Linked DNA regions of Gossypium hirsutum: regions 2 and 3 are each linked to region 1. The links are chromatin contacts, called in public Hi-C maps. All regions are on one chromosome and are shown on one strand. Each heading gives the region's core, a stretch centred on a gene start, on an enhancer-like site or on the middle of the called end of the contact. The rest is flanking DNA. Distances are from core to core; before and after follow the strand shown. Region 1 holds the start of LOC107948595 (trihelix transcription factor GT-3b). Region 2 holds the start of LOC107948591 (protein MET1, chloroplastic). Region 3 holds the start of LOC107948940.

The links. A called contact is a pair of places that touch in the nucleus more often than the background predicts.
Region 2: a contact with region 1 is called in a Hi-C map of leaf, with 2.1 times the contacts expected there. The contact joins the promoter of LOC107948591 here to the promoter of LOC107948595 in region 1. A contact is called at or near these places in 3 of 34 Hi-C or Micro-C datasets (all in leaf).
Region 3: a Hi-C map of leaf shows a contact between it and region 1, with 4 times the contacts expected there. The contact joins the promoter of LOC107948940 here to the promoter of LOC107948595 in region 1. A contact is called at or near these places in 7 of 34 Hi-C or Micro-C datasets (callus, leaf and petal).

What each region holds. Positions count from the first base shown.
Region 1 is chrA04:77,278,976-77,281,675 of Gossypium_hirsutum_v2.1, forward strand. It overlaps LOC107948595 (trihelix transcription factor GT-3b), which reads left to right and starts at 1,322. Exons shown (of 3, transcript XM_041111404.1): 1 at 1,322-1,516; 2 at 1,641-1,931; 3 at 2,024-2,700. The coding sequence starts at 1,647. The coding sequence ends at 2,560.
Region 2 is chrA04:77,139,756-77,142,455 of Gossypium_hirsutum_v2.1, forward strand. It overlaps LOC107948591 (protein MET1, chloroplastic), which reads right to left and starts at 1,381. Exons shown (of 7, transcript XM_016883202.2): 1 at 457-1,381; 2 at 1-93. The coding sequence starts at 836.
Region 3 is chrA04:77,428,069-77,430,768 of Gossypium_hirsutum_v2.1, forward strand. It overlaps LOC107948940, which reads right to left and starts at 1,266. Exons shown (of 2, transcript XM_041111406.1): 1 at 21-1,266. The coding sequence starts at 1,129. The coding sequence ends at 311. LOC121228167 (a long non-coding RNA gene) reads left to right here. Exons shown (of 4, transcript XR_005925698.1): 2 at 55-243; 3 at 352-466; 4 at 770-909.

The sequences.
Region 1 (2,700 bases), core at 72-2,571:
AGTACTTATAAGTGCAAAAAAAATATAAGGACTTAATCGTATTTTTTGAAAAAGTTTGAGGACTTTTTTTATGCATTTAAAAAATTCAAGTACCTAATTGAGTGAAAAAGAAAAAAAGTAGGAACTTAATTTTTATTTTTTTAAATTTAAGAACTATTTACAGGCCTTTATTTTTCATAAGTTTTTAATAAATATATTTTTAAACTAATTTTTTTATCCTAATAGTGGGTATGTCATGATCGCCCATGATTGTGGGCTAGAAATACCATGTAAAAATATATGTATAAAAATTTTACATTAAAATAAAGTGAAAAGCTAAAAATTTAAAATTCATGTGATCTAAAATTAAATTCTATTACATTATTATTTTACTTAAAAATGAAAAGAGAAAAATATACTTATACTTAGAGGTGATCATGAGTCGGGTCGGGTTGGGTCATAATAGATTTTTAAGCTTAGGATTGGTTTGATCTAAAAAATGAGCCTAAAATTTTGGTTAAGTTCGATACAGATAAAAATGCTAAAACCCACGATTGACTCACCCATAGTAAATTTTTTTATATTATTATTATATAATTTTTTTAAAATATAATACATATTTATACTTAAATGACACTAAGATAAGTACAACTTAGTAAGTAAATGTATTTAAAATAGTAGTAAAATTAATAATAAAATAAGAGTTATACAATATTGAAACAATAACAATAAAATACTAACAATATAATAGCGATACGAAACTAAAACAATAGCAAAAAGCAATAACTTCTTTCTTTTTTTTTTTACAAATTCAAGTTGACCTAGGACAAAAAAAAGCTTACTTGAGCTCAGACCTGTTTAAAAAACGAACATCTTGTTTTTACCCAAGCCTATTTTTTGAATTTATATATTTTTTAAATCTTTTTTATTTTTTCGAGCCGAATGTAGATCTAATTATACTAATATTTGCTTCTTTGTAACAATAATTTAATTTAAAATTATATTTAGTATTAACAATATACATCGAAAGTAAGTTAAAAATATAAAATCCTGGATCGTCAGCGTGACGCCGCGTGAACGCAATGGGAACAAATAGTCCACAAAAAAAAAATCAATAATAATATTTAAAAAGTGAAAAGAAATGAAAAAGAGATAAAAGAGTTTACGCGTAGACAGATAGAGACGGAGAGAGAGACTATTGTATTGGTAAGGGAAAAAAGAATGAGAGGAATTTAAGGGCAAATATATATATTTGTTTAAAGCCTCGATTTTTTCTAATTTAGTTGTAATTAATTTAATATAATTATTGAATACTATTTTTTAGAAAAACCTATAGTTTTCATTTTCTTGAATCTGAACGAATAATAAAAAGGCTCCACTTTGACACCTAAGCTCTTTACATATCTATCGATCTTTCTCCTGTTTTTTTTCTTAATTTTTTAAAATTTTATTTTTTGGTTGAGGTTTCTTCAGGGTTTCTTCTTCTCGATGGTTCACACTTGTTGTGTTCACACCATATCCACATAAATCTTTCCTGGTTTTTTTTTTGTCTCTATCTTTTTCTTTCTTTTTTTCCTTTTCTGGATCAGTAATCTTTTGTTGGGTGTAAAGAAAAAAAACTTAATAATCTCAGGGGATTTGTCTGGTTTTGCGTTTAATAGTTGTTTATGGAGGGACATCATCGCCATCATCATCATCAGCAGCAGCAACATCTGCAGCAACAACAACAGCCTGTAAGTGTCAACGTTGAAGCTGATAGGTTTCCTCAATGGAGTGTTCAAGAGACAAAGGATTTTTTAATGATCAGAGCAGAGCTGGATCAAAGTTTCATGGAGACCAAAAGGAACAAGCTGCTTTGGGAAGTTATCTCCACCAGGATGAGGGAAAAGGGTTATAATCGAAGCGCTGAACAGTGCAAGTGCAAGTGGAAAAACCTCTTTACTCGTTACAAGGTACCAAATATTCGATTCACTATTCAACCCTTTTTCTTTTTATTTCCCTGTTTTTGTTTTTAACTTGAATGAAAAAGTAAAACCCTATTCAGGGATGTGGAACGGTTGACGCAGAAATTGTGCGGCAACAGTTCCCGTTTTACGACGAGTTGCAGGCCATATTCACGGCGAGGATGCAAAGTGTTCTATGTTCGGAAAGTGAAGGCGGAGGAGCTACGGGGTCGAAAAAAAAGGCAGCACAGGCGCAGCTATCTTCCGACGAGGAAGACGATACGGAGGAAAACGAGTACAGCTTTAGGAAGAAGAAGAAAGGGAAAACTGGTGGTGGGAGTAGTAGTACGAGCGGCAGCATTAATATAAAGGAAATGTTAGCGAACTTCATGAGGCAACAGTTGCAGATGGAAATGCAATGGAGGGAAGCTTTGGAGTCGAGAGAAAACGAGAGGCGGATGAAGGAAATGGAGTGGAGGCAAACCATGGAAGCCCTTGAAAACGAGAGGATAATGATGGAGAGAAGGTGGAGGGAAAGGGAAGAACAAAGGAGAATAAGGGAAGAAGCTAGGGCTGAGAAGAGAGATGCTCTCATTACTGCACTTCTAAACAAGCTTAGAAGAGAAGATCAAATGTAGTGCAACTCCCGAAGATTCACTCTAGTCTCCCCAGCAGTCTCATTTTATGGATGACCTGTAAGTATTGTGTATTGAAATACTAATTACTAACGATTCAGGTCACTTGTTTAATTTTCATGTTTTTCTGGGAAGAGGAAGTT
Region 2 (2,700 bases), core at 131-2,630, 140 kb before region 1:
ATTTTCATAAGCAATGGACCAATTCTCTGGCGGATGGTGTACATTGTCCTCCCATATTCGGCGGCCGGCCATATTTCTGTTCCAAACACTGCACTGCATTCCCATAAATGGTTCATTAAGTCACCTTCTAATTTTAACACTCTATGAGACCGAGAGCTTGAACATTAACCAGATATTCAATTACAACACTCAGTGACAAAATTTGATTCATGTGATAAAAATGGTTGAAGGTGTGAGAAAGGGTCACGGTGAAACATTAATCCGAGGCAAATTGCCCATAAATTGACACTGGTAGAGTCTTTTGATGGGCAGCTGGCAATCTTTCATTTCATTAATACATTAGTGTGGCAATGCCTTCTAAAGTCCACACCTCTTAATTAGCAATAGTAGGTTGGCTATGGGTGCTATCAGCAGGTTTGCTTTTGCTAATGAAAAAGAATGAATAGAAAAGCTAACCTGGTGGCAAGTACTTTGTCCCCAACGGTGAAAACCCCAGCCTTGTCAGCAGCTCCACCAGGCTGAATAGCATCAATGTAAGTCCCACCATCTCTGCCTTTTCTGAATTTGAGCCCATAAGGCTGCTCAATCTCTACCTCATACTCCTCGTACTGCTGCTCTTCCTGCTCTGTGGTTTGGGACTCACCTTCCGATGCTTTCGCTACCAAAATCCATGGCTTTAGCTGCTCCTTGCCACTGCAGAAAGACGCTGAACACTTGCTGTTGAATCTAACTCCTACATGCCTGGTTGAAGAAAGGAGAGGTTGAGTGGCTCTGTGTAAGGGTGAGCAAGTGTTAGAGCAGAGATAGGAGGGATAAGTGGTGGGAGCCAAAGCCATGGTTGTATTGCTATTTGCTACGCTAACAAAACAGAAGGTTTTTTAACTTTTGAGTGGCTCTGGTAACAGTGAGCAAGTGTTAGAGCAAGGATAGGAGGGATAAGTGGTGGGAGCCAATGCCATGGTTGTATCACAGGAATGATATGATTGGTCGGAAACCAGATGTGGATTGGATTCGTTAATTTTCTATTGAACCAAATGAAAGCACGTGGCACTCCCAGATCCAGCAATTTCTTCCCATACGTATAAAAAAGGAAAGAGATTTACAATATATTTCATTATCCAAACCAAAGAGAAAGAAATTCCCACATTCAAGAATGGAAAAAGAACAGACTTTTATAGAAGTATTGAATCAGATCGAAAAAAAGGAAAAGCCAAAGAAGAAATATAGCAGGGGGGGCAGTGTGAGAGTTTATGAATTCTCCATTCCAAGAATTGGCAGAGCGAAAGAGAGGGGTTTTTTACGGTTCCTGAAAAAATTGCCACAGTAAAACTTACCTACTTTAATGCAGCCACCAATATATATATATTATAAAAAAGAAATCAGCGCAGTGCATCACCCAAAGACAGCGAGACCTTAAAAGAAGGGAAAAGAAAAATCTCTCTCTCCTCCTCTCATCTCACTCAATGGTCTACACAGCTATTGAACAAAAGATAATAATTTCATTCATGAGAGAGAATTACAAGAGGATTTTGAGATAATCAGGAATAGAAAAATTCCAGAAAGGGGATAAGAGCCTAACTTAGTTCTCTTTACCACCCAGTCAGCTACTCTATTTCTTGATCTCAGTACATTATTGTCGGAATAAATTTTCCTGTAAATTAAAAGAAACAAAAATAAATATCAGCAGAAGAAAAAAATGAAATAATTGTTAGTGAAGTTACTTTTTTTTATTCAGTTGATTTTTATTCAGTTGAAGTGTTATTTAAATACATGAAAAATATAACAATTACATTCTAGAATTAAGAAACTACCCGATTTCATGATCAACAAACTTCTAAAATTAGTTAAAATAATGAAACGGTTTAAAAAATGAAAAAAAAATAGTAAAATTTGTTTTGACCAAATCTTGCAGCAGCTGAAGTACAACTTCAACATTCCTCATTGCTTTGGTTGCAGCAAACTCCAAGTTTCTCTCTAAGAAACTTAAACTTGCTTCTTGGTAAGGGTTTTGTAAATATATCAACTAGTTGAAATTCAAATTTGCAATACTTTAAACCAACTAAACCTTCTTTCTGCACTTCTCTAAGAGAAAGTAATTTGATATTGAAGTGTTTCGTTTTCCTATGAAAAACAAGATTGTTAGAGATAGAAATTGTAGCTTGATTATCAACGAACGCTTCTGTGCATCCTTCTTGTTTCAGATTCAAATCCACTAAAACTTTTCTTAACCAAAAAGCTTGATTGACAACAACACTAGCTGCAAAAATTCAGGTTTTGTTGTAGATTGTGACGCCATATTATGCTTTTTGCAACACCATAAGAACACACCTGAATCAAACTCGAAACAGTAACTTGAAGTGCTTTTCAAATTATCAAGTGAACCTCCCTAATCATTATTTGAATACCCTTGCAAAACATAATCTTGATTTGCACAAAATTCGGTTCCATAATCCAATGTCCCTCTCACATATCTAGGGACTCTTTTAGCAATTGTAAGATGTGTTTCAGTTGCACAAATCATAAATCTGGATACTAGACTTATAAAATGTAAGATATCAAGTCTTGTAGTCATTAGATACATCAGGCAATCAACTAGACTTTTGTAGAAGTTTTCATCGACTTTTCAGCTTTATCTTCTTTGCGACTTTTGGAGTATCTACACTCTTGCATTCATCTATTCTAGATTTTTTCAGAATTTCC
Region 3 (2,700 bases), core at 16-2,515, 150 kb after region 1:
CCCATATATCCTTTGCTTACTTGACACTAACTCCATGCTGCAATTTGCTAGCAGAGGCAACCGCACCAGTAATCAAATTCGGTCAACTCCTTCGAATTTTATTTTTCAAGGTTTACCTGTAGATTTGAAGGATAAAAACTCTGGATTTTGCACAAAGTACCCACCAAGTTGGTTTTTGTTTTCAAACATTCCATGTGTGGAATCCCCCAAGTTCATCAGCTACTTGGTGCAACATTAAATCAAGTATTTGCTCCTCAAGCTTCACACAGATTTCTTCAAAGTCTTCAAACGTGAAAAGTTTCTTCGTTATCTAATTTGAGAATTTTATATCTTCATCTGTCATTTTGCTAGGTCTATCCACCAACTCCATGAAATACGCAGTCTCCTCGTTTTTCGTCGACTCAAAATCATTGACATAGAGGACAGAAACTGGGCTTAAACTTGAACTTGAGCCCTCCGAGTTACTGTCAGTATACTCAACTTTCCTAACTGCAGATTGATTTTTTTTCTTCGTCTTAACAGATACTTCCTCCAATGGAGTTTTTGCCTTTGAATTTACACCAATGCAGCCACTGGACTTCAAAGATTGTTTACTAGAAACTCTCCTTGGCTCGTTTTTAAGCTTAGATATCTTCTTGTTTTTCTTCTTGGAACATACTTTCTCTCTTACATTCACATTTTGCTTAACATTCTTACCACTTGATCCATTTACTCTTTGGGATTTCCATTTCCTTGGCTCAGACATTGTTTCTTGATTGTGCTGCAACAGCTGCGGACTTTGCGGTAGCTCCTGAAACGACGTCGACGTTTTCACTCGACGATGAGTGGCTTTTGTTAAATCAAAATCCAGCATATAATCCATGAAATTGGCTGACTTGCTCCGAGGAACTGAACTTGGAGTTTTGCCTCTACAAACCCAGTTGTTGTCTGGCAATGTGTCCAGCCCCATTAGCCTAGCCACTATCCCAGGACCACTTTCAGATGCTTGGACTTGAGCCTTAGCCATGATATCAACGGCGTTTAACTCTATAATGGGGACTGATGGATGTGTTTCAGGAGTCCCCGAACAAAAAAGCCGGCGGAAAACGGCGGAGAAACACCCAGAACTTGAACTTTTTGTGTTCCTCATGGCTTACCAGCACCAAAAAAATAATGAATAGCTGAAATGTAGTGAAGTTAGTGAGAATCACAAATTTGCTTCCGTGATTGTGAGATGATGATTATGATAATGATGAATAATGGCTCAAAATATAGTCAGCAAAAACAAGGGGGACGACGGGCTTCGATTTTGACTCGTACAAATGAGTTTTTTAAACTTGGATTAATTGCTCCAAACATCCTCAATTTATAGTCTAAGTTTAAAATTGATCCTTTAACTTCAAAACATTTTAATTGAATTATCAAAATATCAAATATCATATAATAAGATATTTCCATCTAGTTAACCTTCAACTTGAACATTAATACTAGCTCGGATTTAACATTTTTGATTTGATATATTAAAAAAGAATTGAATGTGTCCTTAAAATTTAAGAGAGAGATTTCTTTTTTCTTTCATTTTATCATATATTAAATCTAAATGATCTAATGTGATAGCCATGTCCTTAAAATTTTATCATGTGTTTTAAATATATTCTATGTGAAATTTGGACTAGATTTAACATTTAATTGACAAAGAAGGTAATGGAAGTACAATAATTTGAAACTTGAGGATTAATTTAGAATTTAGAGTATATTTTGGGTATGTCTTGTGGTATTAACCCTAAATAGTTTTGTAATTTGATTCATATGCCAGGTAGAAAGGTCGGTCTATAATCTGTACACCCAAAGACTAAAGCTAGGTTTGGTCGTCGGGTTCACATTAGAAAACGAGAAAAGCACTAGACCTACGCGCAATTAAGTGGCGTACAGAATGTAGAAGCATTAAGACGAAGAGGATCAGCCGTGCTTTGACTACGCGCCATGATTGGAGAGTAAGAGGAATAAATAAATAGGGTAAGCAGTGTTTGGGCAGCCGAAGTTGTGGACTTTTGATTTTGGAGCAGAGGATGGAGGTGTTGACCTAGGTAGCGCGTATTCACAATCACCGACTTTGGTCGCTGCTGCTGCTGATGGGGACGCCTTCTAAGAAATTTCTTTCTGCTCATAGTTCTTTTGAGTTGATGACTCGACTTAATTTTTTTAATTTGTTATTAAGACTTGGTTGGTTTTTCTTTTAATATAAAATATTTATTTTTACATCTAGATAATGTAATTGTAAATTAAATAAAAAAAAGAATTTGTGTAGAGTAAATTATTATTTATACGTTAAAGGTTTAATGCATAATTTGTTACTTAAGTTTGATTTTTTTTAATATGGTATTTATATTATTTTTTAGTGTTTAATATGAATTTTAGAGTTAATTTGATAAAAATTTTATAATTAGCTAATAATTTCAACAATTAACTTTTATCAAATCAACTCTAAAATCGGAATTAAATCACATTCATCGGACTATATTTGACAAATTAAACGTAAAATTAAACAAATTCACAATTAATACTAAAATTATTTTTTTTGAAATCATTAAAAATTCAAATCTAATAATATTAGAAATCAACTTTCATCAAATCAACTCAAAAACTCGAATTAAACACTAAAAAGCTAACATTGCTACCTTTGGGTATCAAAATATATAAATTTTGTCAAATATAGGTATC